2 separate regions of the Mus musculus genome follow, and region 1 is linked to region 2. The links are chromatin contacts, called in public Hi-C maps. All regions are on one chromosome and are shown on one strand. Each heading gives the region's core, a stretch centred on a gene start, on an enhancer-like site or on the middle of the called end of the contact. The rest is flanking DNA. Distances are from core to core; before and after follow the strand shown. Region 1 has its middle 140 kb from the start of 4930526H09Rik. Region 2 has its middle 11 kb from the start of Gm32990.

What was found. Hi-C and Micro-C count contacts between places; a contact is called where the count stands out from the background.
Region 1: a contact with region 2 is called in a Hi-C map of cerebral cortex, with 1.7 times the contacts expected there. The contact joins two enhancer-like sites.

What each region holds. Positions count from the first base shown.
Region 1 is chr13:111,042,760-111,048,969 of GRCm38.p6, reverse strand. No RefSeq gene overlaps it. Among named protein-coding and RNA genes, the nearest start is that of 4930526H09Rik, 140 kb to the right of the region's middle. Within about 2 kb of position 4,374, at least 47 of the 459 cell types and tissues checked have an H3K27ac peak or open chromatin away from gene starts, as enhancers often do. A contact at or near this core is called in cerebral cortex, where this site is marked.
Region 2 is chr13:110,554,370-110,560,821 of GRCm38.p6, reverse strand. No RefSeq gene overlaps it. Among named protein-coding and RNA genes, the nearest start is that of Gm32990, 11 kb to the left of the region's middle. Within about 2 kb of position 2,606, at least 51 of the 459 cell types and tissues checked have an H3K27ac peak or open chromatin away from gene starts, as enhancers often do. A contact at or near this core is called in cerebral cortex, where this site is marked.

The DNA of each region.
Region 1 (6,210 bases), core at 3,125-5,624, 490 kb before region 2:
TAGTGAAAAGCCAAGACAATGTCGAGAAATACTTGTTAAATGCATTGTTGCTCATATTTAATCATAATTCTTAGGTTCACATGAGACGTGCCACAGAGGATATCTGTGTGCTTCAGGCAGGGGTCTTCGTTCTGCGCTCCTTCCTGTAACACCCCCAACCCCACCCCAGCAAGCTCTGAAGCCTCTAAAGTCCTCTGTCACACACCCTAGAGTTTTCTGGTTTAATTGGTCTGGGATGTTGCTTGACTGGGGAATTTCGAAAGTTTTCATGTGATTTTAATATGCAACTAAGTTTGAGATCCACTAATTTTGTTTTGCTCCTACATCCTGCAAGAAGTTAAGGGAATTGGGAGAAGGTATGCATTATGAATGAAGCATAATACAGTTTATGGCTTGAAAAAAAAAATCTAGCATTTTCAAATTCCAGAAGAGCTGTTCTTTGTCAGGGCAAAAGGCAATCATCTCTCACTCAAACAAAGAGACACACCATGTATCTTTCCCATTTTGAGAGCTTATATGGCTAGTTCATCTTGCTCTTGACAGATAAATTGGTCTTTGCAATCGCAGAAGAAGTCAGGGTTCTGTCTTTCCAAAGGACGTCTGAGAAACTCTTAGCTAAACAGAGAGATGTGACAAAGTGTTATCCTCTGATGTGGAATGATGTTATGAAGGCTGACAGGCCAACAGCAAGGTCTGCTTCCTCAGGTCCCCACCATAACAGCATCTCACCTTCTTCCCAGAAATAGCAGATCTGATTTCTTCTAGCACATGCTTTGGCTGAAGAGTGAAGTAGTGATCTAGTGTCTTTCTGAGTGGCAGTGTTCTATCTGGTCTCTTGCACCCCACACTGGAGTCTCTCTCTTTAAGGTCCTAATTCCAGTGAGAGAGTCTGTCGATACCCCATTGGGTTACCACGCCATTCTGGTGGTTTTACGGTTCACCAGCATCATAGCTGGCAGGACTGTTAGCTGCTACCCTTCTTTGGATGCTCATTGCATGATATCGTAGAGTACCATGAAAACTAGGCCTCATTGAGGAGCCCCTCAAGTCAGTTCCAGCACCTAGAAGATTTTATTAGTGAGGTAATAATAACTGAATCCAGGAGTACAAATTCAGAGGTGGAAAATGGGGCCAGAACTGGTGTTAGGTCACATGTGACAGTGGAAAGATTCAAAGGAGAGCTAGGGCCTGTCTGGCTGGGAAGTCTGGAAAGAGGATAGGGCAAGCTTTGGCTGATATCAGGGAGTTGTCCCCAGCAAGAACTGTCAGATGTTTCACAAACCGTTTCCAGTCCACAAATGTGCAGATCGAATATATAGCAAAGAAATGAAAGGAGAGGGAGCCGATCCTCAGGTCAGTATGGCCAGACAAGATGCCACTACCCTCTTTGGTTTGAGGGGGTACTCACAAATTTCCAGCATGTTCCAGGGCTCCAGGTTGGGTGCCATCTATGACCCTCCCTGTCTCAGGGGATCAGTGGTGGATATTGGTCTATGAGGGCAAAGGAAGCAGAGGTGACGGATGGTGGAGGTTCAGAAGGCCAGTGAGTAGGTACAGAGATGATGACACTGGGACCAGCTGTGGGGAGTCAGATCAACTTTACTTGGGAATGATCAAGACTTATATAGTTTGGAGTAGGGTGTCAGAATATCCAGGATGAGCAAAGGTCATTGGTTGAAGGCTTACAGTACCGAGATGCCTCATTAGCATAAAGAGGCATTTCTGGAATCTCAGGTGCTAGCTGAACAGGCTATTAGCAGGAGAAAGGAAATCGAAGCTGTTATCTAACTAAGGCTATGTGACATTCTGCAGGAAGAGGTGTGTGTGGGTTTTTGAATTCCCCAGGCAAGGTCAGAGAAGGGGCAGCCCTGCTAGTGAAGGAAGTCCATCATTTTTGGCCAAGACCAGAAGGCTATATGGCAATGGTAAACTTCGACCTTATTTAGCATGGTTTTCTGACAGGCTATAAGGCTCTTCTGGTGGGGAGTTTCATTTATAAGAAATATATTTTAGATTCTTTAATTTGTGAAAAGAGATTACTTACTTTTGCTTTTGACAACGAGGCTTTAAGTTTTATGTAATAGAGAGTAAGTCACATATAGAACCTAGAACCAGAATCTTTAAAACAATTATCATTTATGTTTTGAGATTATAATTACCTCGGTTTCTGCAGTCCAAGCAGTTTCTGCAATCCAAGCCCTCTTCTATACTCATTGTCCTCTTTCAGATTCTTGGCTTTTTAAAACTGTAAGTGTTGGGGTGTGTGTGTGCGTGTGTGTGTGTGCGTGTGTGCATGTATATACAGGGCTGACCATTTACTTTTAGGTAACCAGTTAGCGTGTTCTTCTCTGGGAAAGACTCTTTCTCCCACTCTCGGCATTCCTTAGTTGCCTGTAGTTTGTTGTGTAAAGTTGAAGCGTACTGTTTTTTTCCTATCTGCTTTAGCATGTCTATTGCTGTTGTCCCTGTCCAGCTCACGTGTAGACAGCGTGTTGATGAGACTTTACGGATGTAACTTCTGATATTCCTAAGAGATGCAATCTCACAGCAAACTCCCTGATCCTCTGGCTTTTACAGTGTTTTCTCTCCTTCTTCCACAGTGTCCCCTGAACCTTTGTACAGGAGCTGTTTCACTTAGTTCAATAAGACAGTCTTCCTCCCACAGGTCTACTTGGATAAAATAAATATATATCAGTGGCTCTTAACCTATGGGTACTGGCCCCTGAGGGGATCTAACCACCCTTTCACAGGGGTCACCTAAGACTATTGGAAAACACAGATATTTACATTCTGATTCATAACAATAGCAAAATTACAGCTACAATGGTTGGGGGGGGTCACACGAGATGTAGAACTGTACTAAAGGGTCACAGTGTTAGGAAGGTTGAGAACTGATGCTATGCACCCAGCCCTTCCCTATGACTGTCCTGTCTGTCTTTGCTAGTTGAGCTAATAGCATGCATGAGTGTCTTGCAGTTTCTTGGAAGACAGGCATGAAATCACTTACCTTTCTGCTGTGATGGGCTAATAAAAATAGGCTTCCTCACAATGGGTCCGATTCTTCTGGAGAAGAAATTCTTCATGGAATCTGAAAAGTCAGGCCAATGTGGTTTGTGTCCCTATTGCTTTCCTGCAGACTATGTTAAGACCACTCAGAAGGTTTCATGCCAGTAAAGGTGCGCCTTCACTTTTTGGCATCCACAATAGGGTCTGGGTTTGGTAACTGTATATGGGATAGATCTCCAGGTGGGACACTATTGTGGATGCCAAGAAGTGCATGCTGAAAGGAGCCTGAAATAGCTGTCTCCTGAGAGGCCCTGCCAGAGCCTTACAAATACAGAGGCAGATGCTCACAGCCAACCATTGGACTGAGCATGGGGTCCCCAATGGAGGAGTTAGAGAAAGGACTGAAGGAGCTGAAGGGTTTGCAACCCCATAGGAAGAACAGCAATCTCAACCAAACAGAAGTCCCCACTCCCCTAACCCCAGAACTCCCAGGGACTAAACCACCAACCAAAGAGTACACAAGGAGGGACTCAAGGCGTCAGCAGCACATGTAGCAGAGGATGGCCTTGTCAGGTATCAATGGGAGGAGATGCCCTTGGTCCTATGAAGGCTCTATAGATGCCCCGCTGTAGGAGAATCGAGGACAAGGAGTTGACAGTGGGTGGGTGGGTGGAGGAACACCCTTATAGAAGCAGGGGGAGGGACGATTGGATAGAGGGTTTCCAGGAGGGGGGAACTGGGAGAGGGGGTAATATTTAAAATGTAAATAAAGAAAATATCCAATAAAAAAGATACACTTTCACTTGATATCTCGGTGAACTATGAGTCCTAGAAAAGGAACCCAGCCATCGTCACTTGTAAGTCATAGCCCAGCCAGGGCCAGCACAGGCAGCTCTTTGGCTCTCTTCCCCATTTCCTATGGCCCAGGAGGTTCACCTTTTGGGCTGAGTTTGGCTATAGCTCTTGTTCATGTTGCTTCCTTATCTTCTATCAAATTAAAATCGCTTTGTTTCTTTCTTACTTAAAAATTATTAATAAACTTGGCTGGCATTCAACCAAGATAAGCAGCCAGGATGAGTTTATGTTTAAGTTTGGGGGCCTATAATTTTTGTCTCTGAGCACACTGGACTGACATCTCCCTGGAGGGGTGGGTCTTCCATATGCATGATCGTATAAATAGCGAGGCTTTGTAATATGGGGGTGCAGCAGCCTCAAAATAGCTAAGCTGGAAGATGTTATGATAATGCTATTTTTTTTTTAGCCTCATGCATCTGTGTGGAGGGAACAACATCTTATTATGTGTACATAATGTGCTCACCAAGTGCCTAGCAGACGGCAGTTGGCTTTGCTTGGAGAGCAAGGCTGATGACAAGCCTCCGCACACGGTTACCCAGAGAAGCATAAATTAGACCTGGAGTCACAGTGCTGGGGAAGCAAGATAACATCCTGGGAACGGTTCAGCCTGAGAGCTGGTGTGCTGTGCAGTGAGAAAGAGGGAGAAAACGAAGTGGAGAGGCTACGTGCCAAATGGCTCAGGTCTGCAGAGCACGCTTCTATCATCCAAGGCTGGTCCTTTGTTAGTCCTAGACCCTTTATCTCTTAAAAACTTCCTACCCAGTTAAAAATCAACTCCTAATTGAGTGGACTTGTTTGGAAGAGGATAGAGTCCAGCCATGAGAAAAATAGAGTGTGTTTGAATAGAACACAGAAGCCAAAGTAAAGATTTTGAAATAATAGATTGCTGCTTGGAATGGAAGGGTGTGTGTGTGTGTGTGTGTGAGGGGGGGGGATCATTACATTAATACCATCTTGGCAACTCTTCCAAATCCTGCAGGTAAATTTTACTCTTTGTGTATTATTTACTAATAAAATAGCATGCTAAGTTCTACCCATTGTGTGCTATTTATGAATAAAATAACACGCTGAGTTTCATTAGCCGAATACCTTGTCCATTTCTCACTGTACCCCTTTTGTAATTAATCCTATGTTATTGGTGACACCGTTTTGGTTAGAAGAGTTTTATCTCTTCCTTTTACATGCACCACACACCACATCCTCCCCAAGGTGCAGGAGTGACATCTCACATTGAAATTTGAGACTGTAACCTAAAACCCAAACCCAGGAAGGAAACCACATGCCACAAAACAGACCTTTCTTCAGTGTGGCCAAGGCTTGATCTCCTGAGGATCCAGGTCATAAGGTCATAGAGTCATCATTGAATCTAGAAGGGAGAAGTGCTTGTCCCCACTACAACCTTGAATTGAGTCATGCCAATGGGGCTGAGTTTTAAACAGTAGCATCAGCCCCAGAGCCCAATGGCTCACATAACTGCTGACCCTGGTCATGGAAATCAAAAGTTAGAAGAGCAAAGTGAGAGTATCTGCGCCTCAGCAGTGGTGTGAGCATGGGGAGAGGTGATTTAAGGAAGCTAAGGTTATTGCCTCCATTTTAATAGGAAGCCCAATCAGGTCCTGGCTGTTTAATGTAGACATGTTTTTAACGATCAAAGTATAAACATGTCACCTACGAAATAAACACTAATCTTTATTACAGACGTCAGTTCAGCTCTGGAAACTCCAGTTGTGAGTTTAGCAGGAGAGAATGACTTCTGCTTTTCATGAGGCTAATTCCTCTGAAATTTTATAAGGAAAAAACTTTTCAGGAAAATATTTTTTTATTTATTTGATTTCTCTACAATAATATGCTCAGAGTCCAGGAAGCACCCAACTGTATTCTGCATTGTGAACTATGAATTCTCATAGTTCTGAAATTCTCATGAATTCTGAAAAGGTACAGGAAATACCATAAAATTTGTCCAGGATTCCAATTATGCTAAAATATTTCCAGGGTATTTTAAATCCTATATAGTCATGGGGTTTTTTGTTGTTGTTGTTGTTGTTTAAATTAAAGCATTTGGCTTATGTGGTCATATGAATGATTTTATCATAGAGAAATCAAGGCCTTATTCTTGAAAATGAGCCAAAACTTGGCTTTTGGAATTTGGGACTTGTAATAATTTCAGGAGGTTGTTTTAACCCTTTTTATACTGCAATGCCTGAGTAGTCACATTTCATAAGTTCATACCATATGTTTTTCCAGCTTCATTAGTAAGCATAAAGAAAATTGAAAACAAGAGAAATTTTTTTTTCTGAAGGAAAGTAAATAGGCATGTGAGGCATACATGCAGAAAGGTCATGGCAGCTG
Region 2 (6,452 bases), core at 1,357-3,856:
AAACTGCAGAAGCAAAACCAAAACAGACGGAGAAGTTCCGAGTGTCCTTAAGAAGTTTGTACTGCCTGAGTTCCTCTTACATAAGTGCCTGCTGTTTTGGGCTAACACGGGGCTGAGGAACAGAGCTCCTGTGGAGAAGGTCTACATCTATGCGTGCTATGGTTTGACTCAGTGTAACCTACAGGCCCGTGTGGAGGCTTGATCCACAGCGGAGGTGGTGTTGCCTTTAGGTGGTGCAGGCAAATGGCAGGCCTTAAGCCAATGCGGGCAAGGCACTTAAGGGGATGTTGGACACCTAACCCATTCCCTTCCTCCTTGCTCTTTGCTTCACAGACATCATGAAGTGAAACGCTTGCTCCACCATGTTCTCCAATCTGATGTGGTCTCACTATCCTCAGACCCAAACTTGAATTGAAACTGTGAGAGAAATAAACTTGTCTTGGTTAAAAGTTGATTTATGTCAGGATTTTGTTAAAGTAAGAGAAAACTGACTAGCACAATATGCATACTTAGATGTACGTATATGTGTGTATACACACACATGCATGGGTATGCAGACATATGCATGTATGTATGTGTATCGGTGCTAGGGGATATAGGGTCAAAAGAAAAGATGTTTAAAAGAGTGTATGAGTTATATGTTCCCTTTTCGAAAATAGAATTCCAATTCTTTGGTTTGTGCATCATATATAGTATCCCATATAGGTAATGTTTTTTCTTATAACTCTTTACTTTGTCACGCACACAGTTTCTTTTCTGTCTTTCGGCTGTTAAAATAGCAAATAATCCAGGTTTACTTTTGCCCAGCTTCCTTCTTTCATCTTATATGTCATTGCTTATATGTCATTGCTAGCATTTTTTCCCCCAGAGCTTGGGCCTGTTGTCTCAGCAACTGCTTTCCCCTCTGCTCCATCATTTATCAACGGCACTGGTTTTGCTTCTGTGTTTATTTTCCTTGAGTCTCAGAGGATGACTTTTCTGGAGACCAGAATGTCATGTATGCCCAGTGTCTCATAGAACTTCTTGCATATAAAAATAAAGATAGTTACATACATTGTTGGCAAACAGAAAATCTGAGCAGTAGATGAAATACTGAACAACATATGACATATATGCAGGATATTTCTCGGCTGTGGTATACTTGTTGACCCTATACAAAGCCCTAGATTTGATTTCTAGAACATCAATGAAATCTTTACATGTCAAAAAGAGTTAGTAAACCAGAATTATGCCTAGAATATAAGGCCATGGATCATGTAAAGATTTGTGGATTGACGTGCAAACTCTAGTACATCAATTGCTTTTCTTGGCCCTTGTTATAATCTTTGTCTCTTTCCTTCATTTTGAACTATATCTGGACCTAGAGTGATCAGTAAAGATAAGAAGCTGTATGCCTGGAGAAACCTGAGTGTCAAGCCACCCTATAAGGTTATCCTACTCAAGGGAAGAGCCTGGTCCAGAACATGACACCAGTTGTCTTCTCCTGTCTCTATTGCATGAGTAGAACCAAACACAGTGGCACACACTTATAGTCCTTGGTGCTTGGGAGGTAGACAAGATGGATGGCATGTGCCAGGTGACCAATGTTAGCCTGAGCACCATAGCAAGACCCCCATTTCAAAACAAGAAAATAGTTTTGTCTAACAGTGACAGCTCTCTCCATGCCTATTCAGTAGCTGTTAAGACGCAAAGCTTCCCTTCAGATGACAAATGATACATTGTTGCCCTTATAATGAAACAAACTTGCCATAGACCCAGCTTTGATTTCGGAGTTTTGTCAAGGTAACTCAGACATAAGGATTACTGTCCTCAGAGATGTGTCTAACCCTGAACTGTCTTCCAGATTAGGCTACAGAACCCAGTATCTGGAACTTCAAGAGGTGCGATGCCTCTCTTTGCTCTGCTTTGCTGTCACCTAGAAGCAGCAGCTGCTGCTGAGGAAAGATGACCTAGAGGATGTCTGGGGCCATTGCAGCCAGAGGAAGAAGAGGAGGGGCTGACTGAGTTGAATTGGCAAGTTGTGTGATTAAGTCTGAATGGATAAATGTCATACATGAGAAACTGTGCTACTGTAACACTGGATCCATGAAGGTGAGTTAGTTTAATGTCTGTTGGAAGCCTCACAGAGGTATTTGGGGAAACAGACCCTGAACTGTCGGATAAATTACTTCTGGAACGAAGCTCAAAATTATCCTAGAAATGAAGCTATGCACCAAAGCAGGAAACTCCTCCTGCGAAGCTCACGTGGTCATCTTTCTGGGCCTATTACAGGGTGGAAATTCAGTCTTCCTCGTCTTAATTAGCGTTTGTGGTTTCATAAGGGTGGCCCAAGTCGTGAAATTTCCTCTCTGTGTTATTGTACAGAGGATTCCGCGAGAAGGGACCGCAAGCCCGAGTCCTTCACAGTTTTGTTGAAGAATGTCAGCAAATTACCATTGTTTGGAATCACACGCTCATAAGCTGGGCAGCAGAATATTTATGATACGAAAACAATCACAAAAGCCTTTGCCGCGCTGCCTTATTGACACAGCTTTCCCGTCCCCACATCTTGCTTCCTCTCAGGAAAGTGGGACGTGTTGGATGATTTCCCAGGTTCTATTTGGAGAGGAAGTCTATACGTTTTCCACCACGCAGACCCTGCCAATCTGCACACTCCAAAGAACACCTGCAACTAACAACTACGCCTGCTCTCTTTTGTGTGCCCGCAGCTATCAAAATAAATGAGTTACCCCGGTTGGGAAAATTACATCTCTTTTCGGAGTAACCTTGCTCTCTGCACGTGCGCAAGGAGTCAGACACCGTGATGCTGTGCCCAGTGCTCCTGACTAGAATTATAATCCAGACATTTTGCGTTACGTCATTGTCAGTAAGTGTACTAACAAGAGCTATTAAGATCTCATGACCTGCCTGTCCCCTTTTTACTAGTACTTCTCCCCTATTCTGCTCACGGTTGATTCTTAACCAGTATAATAATGGGAAAGAAGGACCTGCCTCTTTTCTTTGCCCAGATCTGCCACTAAGATTTTGAGTCCTCTCTCCCCTCCCTCCCTTCCTCCCTCCCTCCCTCCCTCCCTCCCTTCCTCCCTCCCTCCCTCCCTCCCTCCCCCCTCCCATCTCAAGCATCCTTGTAGGCTAGCATTCAAAAGAGAATGGACAGTTGCTTTCCTCCTGAACATCTGTCCAAGCCCCCAGGATCTGAACTTTGGCTCAGAACGCTGAGAACTCACAGCAGCTGTATGGTCAGCTTTCAACACAGCACATGCATGGGGAAGGACTTGCTGCTCAAATGAATGTTCATTTACTGTTGGGTATTTAGCAACCCTGCCCTCGAACATAGGGCTAGTCACAGAATATTCCTTTGATGGAAAAAAATAGCAGGAGATACATCCACAAGCAAAAAAAAAAAAAAAAATCAAAACAAAACAACGAAAACAACAACAGCAAAAAGCTCCAAACCCTAATCACTACATCTAACAAATTCTGCTTCTTCCCTGATGGTCCTGTTGCTGCTGTAGCCACTCCTAATATATCTCCGGGCACAGTAATGATGCTGGTGATGGTGATTCCAGGTTTGGGGTGGTGGTATGAGGTGCATAGGTCTGTGCACATGAAAAGAGATCGCTTTGGCTCAGCACCCACCTCTACTTTGGAATTGCCCCAGGCAGGACAGCCTGGTTTGGCAAAATATGTACCCGACTTCTAGATACTGGGAAATGCACCCCAAAGCTACAGCATCTATATCCCGTGTCTTCAGTCACTCCTTGGGGATTGGCTACTTCCTTTAAGTGACTCAGTGTCAAGGGTTCAAAACGTTCAGATAAAACCATTTTGAAGTGTTCTGTTCTGGCCAGATTGACTTCCTACCCTGTCCCTCCCTGCTGTTCATCTCCTTTAAATACTCCTAAAGCTTTTAGTCATCTTACAGAACACTCAAGCTTAACGCCTTCACTGGGGCTTTCTGGTTATTTTGAGAACATCCTACCCAGAACAGGCCACATCTCCTTATGCCGATTTCTGCTCTCTCTCTCTCTCTCTCTCTCTCTCTCTGTCTCTCTCTCTCTCTCTCTCTCTCTCTCTCTCCCCCCTAAGCTTAACAATTCTGGACCATAACAATTCTCCAAGCTCCCAGCAGCAATGGTCTCCTTTTAGTAAACAAGCCATTGAATTCTCCTACTTAACCAAGCTCCCTAGCAGTCGTGATGCTGGGTTTCGCCTGACCATCATGATGCCACGCCTCCATTTTCAGCCTCATCCACGTGCCTTGGCAAAAGCTACCTCTAAAAAGTCCCTTAACCCTCAACAACGGACCTTTAAACTCTGATATTTCCAACAAATGTTAACATATGATAATATCTCTTGGGATTCTTCTGATATGAGATGAAAACAAGTCACTATTGTTCCTATGCCACTCCTACATGGGGGTTCTCTATATTCTGCTGCTGATTCTGACAGACACCATATAACCACTGGCAACTAGCACCAGTGATCACTGGTGATACAAGAGACATCTTACCTTTGCATTAGGAAAATAGAAATGGAAGTGTTTTTTTTTTTTTTTCAAGAGACGGTGATGAGTAGGAGCAGCTCTGAAATTTAATAGTGTTTTCTGTAAGTCTTTTCTTACATTGAGGAGAATAAACATGCTAAATTAGTGTGACTTACCATAAAGCATGCAGCAGTAAAAGCAGGGCTCCCATTTCCGCTTGAAGGTTTTGCACATGTGTAGACATCTGTGCGTTTCACAGTCAAAGAACCATGCAAATGTCTGAGTCACACGTAGTTATAAATTTGTTTATTCATGAATGCATTCGCTAAAACACTTTAATGTAACCCTTTCATTTTAGAAGCTTTGCAAAGTTGCTTAAAAAAATAATAATCATCCTTTTATTTAAGAGCTAATAATATAAAGAAAAGATAGATATATAAACTGCTGATATTTTTCAAAGCATGGCGAGCCTTACTTGAGACCTTTTGGGCACACAGGACAGACAGACAGACAAGCAGGATCTTCTGGCAACTTCAAGGTCAGGAGGAAGCCAGATTCCTCCTGTTGTGATTCCCTGCCAGGTTGTCTTGGAGACCATCATGGCTGTTGGAGCTTTAGCTATCACATCCGCATTCCAGATCCTAGGAAGAAGGAAGAGGGGAAGGGTCCCTTGCTTTTAAGGATGCTTCCTGGAAATCCCACACAATGCTTCTATTTATAACCACACTAGCAGTCAGGACAGTCACAAAATATAGGCTATGTGTTGGGACTTTTAGTTAGTGACAATGTTAGCAATCAAAGAAATACACAAAAAGGTCTGGGCTTTGCTTCTGGTTGGAAGTGGGTCTGGGTAGTGTTGCAGGTGCCCTACATTCCCTGCCAGAGTCTCCAGTCTGAATATATGGAGAATAAAGTCATCTTCAGAAGAGTAACTTGTGAATGACCTATGGGAAGTTGAGTGACAAACTGGAGGAGATCATTGTCTAACTGGTGAGCCAGAAAATAAAACAAAAGAACAAATAAACAGGGAAGCTGGACACATGGCCTCATGACCTGAAAGCCCAGAACAGTGGATTCACTTCACTCAACCAAGATAGTGTTTTGTGGCCCTTCTGCCATGACTCTCTACACTATAGACAGGCCAACTGTGAAGCTGGTCACAATGCAGTTCACAGGGATGGGCAATGCACTCAGATATGCCACAGCTCTCCTGAGGTTTATTTTGTTGTTTGAGAGTTTTGGAGGTTCTGTTTTTTGTTTTTTTGTTTGTTTGTTTCATTTTGGCTTGTTGTTGTTGTTGTTGTTGTTATGCTTTTCTTTTGGTTTTGTTTTTTTAAGCTGACTGCAGAAAACTACTCAATTTTGATTCTCATTTGCTGATATTTTATTGTAATGATTTTAATAATAGGAGTCATTTTCCTTCAAGAGAATATAGGAAGGAAATCATTTTCAGAAAAAATGAAATGTGGTAAAATTTATAACCTCATTCATATTTAAATTTGACCCCAAATAAAATTACTCAATCATTTTGATCTACAGTTAAGTCACTTGGCATTCTTGTGTTTATAAAACTTGGTAAAGTACAATTTAGTGTGTGTGAAAAAACTAACCATTTTTGGAATTAAAGGCCTTTGAAGAAAAAATTCAATTGAAACCATTTTATGTTTTCATTTGGATTCATTTTTACTTGTTAAATTCATTAAATGACAAGTCAAAATTGCAATTTGAAAGTACATACAATTTTTAAGCATTTGCAAAAGATATTTGATACTTTTGTGTTTTAAAACAATTGAAATTTTTCTCTTTATTTCTTTCCTACTGTAATCATCTTCATATTGTTTACTGGCATTGTCTAATGACAGGGGCCTGACACAGCCTGAGACTCTTTACCTACAAGCTGTCAACAGGACTCAGATCTCTAATGTGTTCCATATTAATTCAACTGAATTGAACATATGCATACACA